2 separate regions of the Hordeum vulgare genome follow, and region 2 is linked to region 1. A link is a contact called in public Hi-C data. All regions are on one chromosome and are shown on one strand. The core of a region is the stretch at or near the end of the contact, and the rest is flanking DNA. Distances in the headings are between cores, read along the strand shown. Region 1 holds the start of LOC123410304 (achilleol B synthase-like). Region 2 holds the start of LOC123408778 (protein RADIALIS-like 4).

Region 1 (4,884 bases), core at 1,331-3,830:
TATTTTACAAGATTAAAATATGAATTTATTTTAAGGCATATTTGACATTTATTTTCCATCTATATTATTTTATTATTTTCATTTTTGGGGTTGATTTTTTACTTACATTTTATTTATTTAATTTTACAAGATGAATGTTCGAATTTATTTGAAGTTTCGTTTTACGTTTATTTCCTCTTGCATTTTATTTAATCACCATTTACTCCATTTTATAAACCGATGGAGTACTTGAGAGCAATAAAATAAGCCATGATGTCACTCATCGTACCCATTCTTCATTATGGACGCTAATTAATACCCGGGCGACCCACATTAAGTTCATAGAGCGCCCTATGCACCGACTAGTACGAGTACCCGTCATGGTACCAGTATTCCGCAAGGGTGATGTACAGTAGTACTGCTATCTCTGGATTCCGGCATCGTAGTAGCTTTCCGTGGTATTAGTACAGGCCGCAATATGGAAAAACTAAGGAGAGTCAGGTTGTTGATTACGATATTGTTTGCCATTTTTTTGAGGCGTGATTGCATTGATTGCGGTACGTGCGTGTCGACCTTAGACTAGTCATAATGGGGAGTAACTAAGTAGTAACATCAACGTCACGTGGGCAAAAAATCTGACGTGGCAAGTATTTAATGTGGAGAGAGATGGTAGTGGTAACATAGCTAGTTACCATCACATCACATATTTCAATGCACTATGTGTCTACAACCTAATAAATGTTTGTTTGCATGACACCACATGTATGTTACTCCCCATTATGAAGGTAGTAACATAGACTAATAACAACATCATGTTACTACTCTTAGTTACTCCCCACTCCCCCACTATGAGCAGCCTTATCAGAACTGGGCTGCCGCAAAATGCACAGTGCAACGGGAGGTGATCAAACCCCGGCCCTGTAGCGGTCGCCACAGAGCGCGACACGCTAGCAGTCAGTTTACTACTCAAGCGTGCCCCACGGCATCAAATAATGCGTGCCCAATAAATATCCCCTTAATGGCCGACTTGTGCTGCTGTGCAAGGTTTTGAGGGCCATCACATCACTTAATGAAGTTGGGTGGCAGGCAGGAGGCGCAGCAGCTTCATTTCACCAAACCGCCCGAAAAGTCCAATTTAAACATTAATTTGTATTGATTGGCCAAATGAATCTCAAGTCAAAATGCCGCTCCACTGTATCCTAAACTATACTCCGGTTTAAATTAAACTTTAATGATGTATCAACTGAAATTCGTCAGATGGACCGGTTCGTTTTAACTTCTTCGTTAAAAAAATCAAAGGACGTACATCCTACTCCCTATTGGACCAGCCCACTTAAATTTTATTTGATCAAAAATAAAAAATGTAAATAAGAAAATAATATATATACAAAATAAATTAAAATTTCAATCTTGTAAATAAGAAAAAAAGTATTGAAAATTTAATTTCTTTCTTTACTTTCCTTCTCTTTTTTTATTTTTTATTTTCCTTTTTTTCTTAAATTCGTTAATCTTTTCTGAAACGATTAACTTTTTTTAAGTATTTCACGCAGTGCGACAAAATTTTCATATAGTGCGACACGCAAGGCACATCACAACGATCAGGCACACAGTGATCAGATGGAGCGAGCCGAAGCGACCACACGCTCGACCATTCGAAGCTAGCTCACGCATGCAGCCAGCCAATGCTAGCTCCGCTAGATCACGCTACACCTAGGCATGGACAGCACGGCCCGGCGGCCCGGCCCGAGCCTGGCCCGAAAAACCCGGGTCGGGTCAGGCCCAGGATATGCCCAAGTTTAGATCATGCACATCACAGCCAGTAGTACATGGCATAACGCACGCACGTACTAGTACATCACACGGACGCTAGTGCGTCAACGACATGAGCTATGACATTGAAGTACAACTTCACATCAACGAACGCCGGCGAGCAGACGTTTTTGCTAGACACACGTATTAAACAATTTATAATATACATTGAACAAATTTTGAATACACATTAAACATTTATGTAATATATAACTAAACTAATTTCAAAAGCATTTCCTAAATATGTAATAAACATTTTGACAACACACAATGAACTTTGTATAATATAATACTCCCTCCGTTTCAAAATAATTATCTTAAACTTAATACTGTTTTATATTAAAGCTAGTATAAAGTTAAGACGTTTATTTTGGAACGGATGGAGCAGGAGATAATAAACGGTAACAAGAAAAGAAAGAAGAAATAAAAATAAATAGAAACAAGAAATAAAAATAAAAGGAAAAGGAAAAAAGAACCAGAAAAAATAAAAAATAAAAAAAATAACAAACGAAAAACCTGAAGCAAAACAATGTGTAGCACGCGTTATCGTGAACTGGGCCGCCCAATTCCGATCATCTTTTGCCACGTCAACAATTCTCATTTGAAAAATGATCCGAACGTTTGATTTAGACCGGAATGACATAGTTCAGGTGCAATGAATCGGGATTTTGACTTAAGGGTTCATTTCGTTGGATCTTCATGAGTTTAGGGTTTAAAATAGACTTTTCCAAACCGCGCCGGCCCGTATAAACAGGACCCCATGGGGGCTGCATGGCTCTCCATCACAAGCGCAGAGTGTTTGGGGTTGGCGATAGTGATCGAGCACTTTGTGAGCTCATCTCACCTCAGCTCAGCTCAGTTCAGCTAGTCCAGAGTCCAGAGAGAGATGTGGAGGTTGAAGGTGTCCGAGGGTGGCGGCCCGTGGCTGCGGTCGGTGAACAACTTCCTCGGCAGGGCGGTGTGGGAGTTCGACGCCGACTACGGCACGCCGGAGGAGCGCGCCGAGGTGGAGAGGGTGCGCCGGGAGTTCACGCACCGCCGTTTCCAGAAGAAGGAGTCGCAGGATCTTCTTATGCGCATGCAGGTATACACACTAGTAGATGGTCATGCTCATGCATATGCATGCACTGATATGTCCAGCTATCTGCACGCGTGCAAAGTACAATATCAGGACACCAGTCAGATCATAGTAGTAGTAGCATCATCATGCATTTTGCAGCCATATCAAGACGAAAACGACATAAACTATCCATATATAGGAACCTAAATATAGGCACAATTGCATGGAAAAAGTACGATTGAGCATTAAATGGGCCTGCACGTCCTAGATGGGCACGTTCACTCCATGGCCATGCTGCTGTGGTTCTAGTGAGTTGTGAAAATACTGCTTTTTTTTTTCCTTGGAAGATAATTTAACTGTTTTAATTTTCCATCTTCCTTTTTCGTGATGAGGTGTGTGGTTCAGTTTTCTGAATCGCCGGAAATCCGGTATGACGATGGGCCAATCCAGCCAAATTTTCCAATGGGATCACCTTCATATATTACATGGGTTCAGCACTAATCGTTCTTTGATTAACAACAACTTAATGTATACTTTACCTAAATTCGTTAGGGTCAGCTGGCCCGTGACAAAGTTTAGAAGTCGTCACAACAGTACATGATTTAAGAAGAGTAAAATACACCAAAGGTCCTAAAAATATTTCAAGTGTGTCAAGTAGGTTCTAAAAGTTTAAAATCGTTCACTTTTAAGACCTACTTAATACACTTTGGAATACTTTTAAGACCTGCAGTGAACGATTTACACACATTTAGGACCAGCGGTGAACGGTATCAAACTTTATGATCTACTTAACACACTTGAAATACTTTTAAGACCTTCAGTGTATTTTACTCATTTAAGAATATATAGTGGCATCCTTTGACTTCGGGCAGAGTTAATGAATCTGGAAATACTAATACAAGTAGAATGACGAAGCAAACTAAATGACATGTAATAAAAATATATCAGCAGTACAAGTTTAAGTAAGAAACTTTTTAGATACCCCCTCTATTTTTGTTTACTCTATATATTAGTTTTGCCATAAGTCAAACTTGATAACATTTGATCAAGTTTATAGTATGAAATTTCAAATAATGAGCATATAAATATATTCATCGATGAATCTAATGGTATTGATTTGTTATTGTAGATGTCAACATATTATTATTAACTTGGTCAAATTTAAAAAGTTTGACTTGACAGAGCTAACATGTATAGTAAACAAAAACCGGGAGGAAGTGCTAATAGTACTCACAGGGATTAAATATCTTCCTGAAAGACAAGATTTACTATACATTGTGAAGATCATTTAAATAATTACACATTCATGAAGGTATTTATATAACATTTAAAAAGGAAAAAAGAAATGCGAATAGGGCGTTTTGGAAGCCGAGCTTCATGGAGGCCAATTTTTTTGAAAATTTTAAAATTCAAAATTTTTGGTTCCAAAAACATTTGTTCAAGTATACGAGGATGTGATGTGTATGTGTGTAATATTTCAAAATGAAATACCTTGAAATGCGAGTTGTGCAAAGAAAAAAAATCATGGACTTTGAGGATGAATAGTGCATGTGCTAAAAAACCACACATATTTTTGTGTAGCTCTTACTTGTACGTATTTTGTTCTAAAAATTTACACACATGGAAATCATGTCTCTAAGTATATCTGTATTTTTTTGAGAAGATTGAAACATAAAATATGAATTTAATTTTTTCATATTCAGCCTTCATTTGGCATTTTTGATGGATGGTTCACTTTATTTTTACTCGAGTACTATTTACGACAATTTAATCCAATATTTCCTTGTAGCAACATGTATACTACAAGAACCACACTTATTTCCCGAAAGGAAAAGGACCATACTTATTAGGGAATCGTTTCTGGTCGGTGCACCGGCCCAACTGTTCGGCCGGCCGCACACGACCGCCCACGCGTGCTGACTGGGCATGCAATATTTTTTCGTTTAAATAGTTGCAACCAGCGTCATATTTGCTGCAAGCGTTATTTTTTTCCTACATTTGTTCAGTAAAAAAATGCATATACATTTGGTTGCAAC
Region 2 (4,884 bases), core at 1,677-4,176, 210 kb before region 1:
TATCTTTCTGCTAATCTAGTTTTTCATCCTAGAACAAAACACATTGAAATTGATTTTCACTTCGTGAGAGAACGTGTTACTAACAAGCAACTTGAAATTCATTTTGTTCACTCTAAAGATTAGCTTGCAGATGACTTCACAAAGGTGTTACCCACATGCAGTTTTGATGAGTTCAAACGAAATATCAACTTGTCCAAGTTGTGATTCAGGGAAGGTGTTGAACATCATATTATGGGCCAAACCTTGGTTGTCACGTCGCACCACTTCCACCGGGAGTCCACAAGAGATTAGCTAGAGATTTGTTAGGGATATCTCAAACCGAATGTAATATATCCCTGTCTGTCTTTATCTTTCTTGTTTCCTAAGATGTATCACAACAACTTGTATGCATATCCAGGGATAAGCCCCTGCCTATATAACACGAAGGCATGGCCCTAGCAGGATATGACGCTTCCCGCTATCGCACAAGAGGGAGCATGTTAAAATTGCTCGAACAACAGATATTTAAAATATCTGCCTTGGAGGATAGGGTGAATGTCGACCAAACAATGCACTGCAACATGTAATATGGAACGGAGGGAGGTAATAGTCTTAGAAAAAAATCTTTGTAGATGTGCATGTATTCAGTCAGTGTCTTACAAAAGTGGCCATGCTTTAACATACTGGAATCATAGTACAAATAAATCATGATAATGGTCTACAACTGATGGTGCACATCGTTTGTTCCTAATGTCTACAACAGACACTCAATCAGTGTACTTGTGCTTTCTAAGAAAGAATATGTTGAAATTTCCAGCACTGCAGCTTTTTGTAGTGCCAAGTATTCTTCAAGTGGAAGTTATAATGTATACTCCCTCCGTCACAAAATAATTGTCTCAACTTTGTACTAGCTCTAGTATAAAGTTGTTACAGCTTAAGACATTTATTTTGGGACACAGGGAATACCACTCAGTAAGGATTTGTGTGCATTATTTAAACACTTCTGCTTCGGTACACCCCCCTTAAACACAAGGACGGTTCAGATTAATCGATACCTCTTCATAATAAAGGGTATGATGGTCATATTCACGTATACGCTGTGTTTTTTTTATACGCACACATCCTTCTCTGCTGGGCTGGAAGTTATAATGTATACTCCCTCCGTCTCAAAATAATTGTCTCAACTTTGTACTAGCTCTAGTATAAAGTTGTTACAGCTTAAGACATTTATTTTGGGACAGAGGGAATACCACTCAGTAAGGATTTGTGTGCATTATTTAAACACTTCTGCTTCGGTACACCCCCTTAAACACAAGGACGGTTCAGATTAATCGATACCTCTTCATAATGAAGGGTATGATGGTCATATTCACGTAAACGCTGTGTTTTTTTATACGCACACATCCTTCTCTGCTCGGCAGGCATGTTCATGTCTTCTCTATTTTTTAAATAGTCAAAAAAATAATGTGAGAAGCATGATTCGAACCATCCACCTTTACATATTAACACAACTGCAGTAACCAACTAGGCAACAACATCTCACATGTTATAATTGTTTTTTATCCTAATAAACAACTCTAGGAATGTATTCTCTGTTTTGTTTTCTTTTTCTCTTTATTTTTTATTTTTTATTTTTTTGATTTCCTTTTCCTTTCTAAATGCGTTAGCTTTTCAAACCTCACACCATTTGTTTTTAAAAATGATAATTTTTTCAAGTTCGTCAATTTTTCTTCAAAATAGGTGATTTTTTTCACAAATTGATGAAGTTTATTTTTCGAAATTCGTGAACTATTCCTCAAATAGGCGAACTTTTATTGAAAGTTAATATTTTTTTTATAAATTTGATGATCTGTTATTTTAAAAATTGATGAACTATTACTTAAACCGTAATTCTGGTATTCTAAACCCTAAATTGTTGGGAAGTTGTTAACAACTTTGGAAAATCTGTTAAATTTTTTAAAAATTTCATACATAATTGGAAATTCCAAAATTGTGCATAAATTAAACCGTAATTTTGGTATTCTAAACTATTTTTCAATTTATTGAATAAGTTTCAAAAGAATAATAAATATCAAAAAGGAGAAAATGAATTTAAGAAAAGTTCAAGATATTTAAAAATCACGAATTTTAAAAACGGAAATAGGGTGAAAAAGAAATACGAAAGAAAAATGAGTTGATAGGCAAAATTAAACAAAAATAGTGAAACCGCTGTGATTTTTATACAAGAGACATATCATACTTGGATTTCTCGTATTAACTAATGTGTCCTGTTGGTTGTTGCTGCTTGCATGTTGGCTATAGGTTTGGAGTTCAAACCTTGGTAGAAGCATAATTTTTAAACTTTAATAGTAGAAGACAAGAAAGTAGGAGCATAATTTTTGAACTTTAATAGAAGACAACAAAATGGTGTATTTGGCCCGGCCAAAGGCGTATATGTAGTAGATCTATCGTACATACGGAAATTGATGTGAAAGGTTCATATTTCCTTTATATAGTTTGTAAGGGGGTGTACCGACTTATTTAAATACTGTATCGCGTATAAATGTTCGAATGTTTAAGAGTCCAGCCAAGACAACCCATTTGGGCATCATTCAAAAACATTTTTCTAGTGATAGACAGTGATAATATATAATAGTTGTATTGTATTCCTCCCTTAAAGCTTCAACAGTCGAAAGAATAATCACCTTACCATTTCTGCATGTTCAGCAGATGCTTCAGGTATATTTAGCCTATGGTAATTACTAATCATAGTAGTCATTAGCCTGCTTAAAGTATTAGAGGCCTCTGACAATGAGCAAAGGAACCAAGTAGTCTCACTGGAGATAGGGAAACAAAAAGAGATGAAAGGGGCCTCCCCCCTCCTCCAGCAGACCCGAGGAGGTGATGCAGATTCTCGCCGGCATTTCATTTCGTACCATGAAAATATGAAACGAAATCTCTCCTCTCCCTTCTTTCTTTCTTTCTTCTTGTGGCTCCTATGCAAGCTTGTCGCTGATTTGCCTACTGGTACTGCTAGCATGCCCAAGCATTATTCTCCAACTAGCCTCTTCTCCCACTATATAAGCTACACCACTGCCCTCATTCTTGTTGCATACAAACACAAGCAAAACATTGCCGGTGATCTAGCAACCGTAGCAGCAGCAGCAATAGTAGTAGTAACAGTAGCCATTCCAATCTACCTTAGCTTTCTTTCTTGTTGAGAAGCCAGAGCCCACTCAAGCATGAGTTCATCGTGGACATTCAAGCAGAACAAGGTATTCGAGGACGCGCTGGCCAAGTACGACAAGGACACGCCAGACAGGTGGCAGAACGTGGCGCGGGCGGTCGGGGACGGCAAGTCGGTGGAGGATGTGATGAAGCACTTCGCGAAGCTGCAAAATGACGTGGAAGAGCCGGCCTTGAAAGAGATGGTAAGGTACTACCGGGAGCTGGAAAACCGCGCCGGCGGCGGCAGCAGCAGCAACAACGCCAAGGGCGGTTCCAGCCGCGGTGGCAGCAGCGAGCAGCCGAGGTAGTAAGTAGTCTCTCTGAATCTCCTCAGTTATGGACTGTTCCATCCATGCATGCATCATCACATAATTAAGTGGCCACCCTCTACTACTGATCATGCTAGCTTTCTAAGAAAGGCCTTCCGGAAAGACGTATGTTCTCCCAACTGAATCTATGGTCATGCAAATGAAATAGCATTGACTTCTCTACTACTCCTTCGGTCCCAAAATTCTTGTCTTAAATTTGTTTAGATATAAACGTATCTAGTCATGGTTTAGTATTTAGATACATCTCCATTTCTAGACAAACTTAAGAAAAGAATTTTAGGACGGAGGGAGTATTCATATGAGAAGCTAGTTACATGCTCGCACGTGCTAGCATTTGCGTTTTCTGAACAAATATTATATTCTTTTTGTGATCATGTTGCATTATCGTCCTTAAAGCTTGTTTCCCCTAAGGAAGGCATGAACTCCTCGCGGTGTATTTCTAGGAGCCCTTTTTGATCAATATTATTAAATCTGGTTAAACTTTTAATGAGACTAACTTGCTTAGAGCATCAATTGTACTACTACTTGCCAGTTGCAACTCAGTCAAACCGGTCATAAAGGCAAATCATTGGTTTCTGAAAGCATTATCATCTTCTTTTTTGTGTAATCTCTGACGGTTATTCAGCAATTATTCAGTCATATACTTTAAACATGACCAAGACAATCTTGGTTAACCGATCACCTCATATTCCATCTTCCATGTACGTTATTGACACAGAGTTATTTTTCTGGATTTACCAGTTTGTCTTATAGAAACGGTGAGGAAAGGACAGCATCAGAGTATATCCTACACTCCATCTGATAACAAACCTCAATGGCAGCGCGTCTTTATTAGGGTTCTAGGGTTATGTTTTAACCACACCATATACCCTTAATTGGCAAAAAAAGCGTAAACGGCAGCTGGGACGGGATGCTAATTTGTCCGGAATACCAAAAAAAGTGTAGGAAGCAGGCAGCTAGAGCATGCTTTTGCCTAAGGTTTGCGCGTAAAGCATGCGGGCACAGTCCCTCAAAGCTTGCTGTCCTTTCGACGGGCATAAAGGGCCGCTCCTCCTCTGAACAGGTGATGTTTTGTTCTCTCCTTTGGCGTATGGACGTACAGGACAAATTCCAATCTTAGGTCTCTTCCTCCTGCCCCTAGACTAGAATAGATCTGCTTCTACATGTTATTTCCAATCTTCTTTGTTTCTGTCGGCATCTCTTCCTTTACAGGGAACATTCAGACTTGTTATACTGTGAGCCAAGCATTTCTATTTCGTTTGTGAATTCCATTATTCTCAGCCATTAAATCCAGGCTATAGTAACCCTCGGTTTACTCTCTCCTTTTTCCAGGCCATGGTACCTCAAGACCCAGTGATGGATGGGCTGG

What was found. A called contact is a pair of places that touch in the nucleus more often than the background predicts.
Region 2: a contact with region 1 is called in a Hi-C map of seedling, with 4 times the contacts expected there. The contact joins the promoter of LOC123408778 here to the promoter of LOC123410304 in region 1. A contact is called at or near these places in 3 of 6 Hi-C or Micro-C datasets (leaf and seedling).

What each region holds. Positions count from the first base shown.
Region 1 is chr7H:154,142,015-154,146,898 of MorexV3_pseudomolecules_assembly, reverse strand. LOC123410304 (achilleol B synthase-like) reads left to right here and starts at 2,580. Exons shown (of 18, transcript XM_045103225.1): 1 at 2,580-2,872. The coding sequence starts at 2,675.
Region 2 is chr7H:154,356,796-154,361,679 of MorexV3_pseudomolecules_assembly, reverse strand. LOC123408778 (protein RADIALIS-like 4) reads left to right here and starts at 2,926. Exons shown (of 2, transcript XM_045101822.1): 1 at 2,926-3,493; 2 at 4,848-4,884. The coding sequence starts at 3,201. The coding sequence ends at 4,848.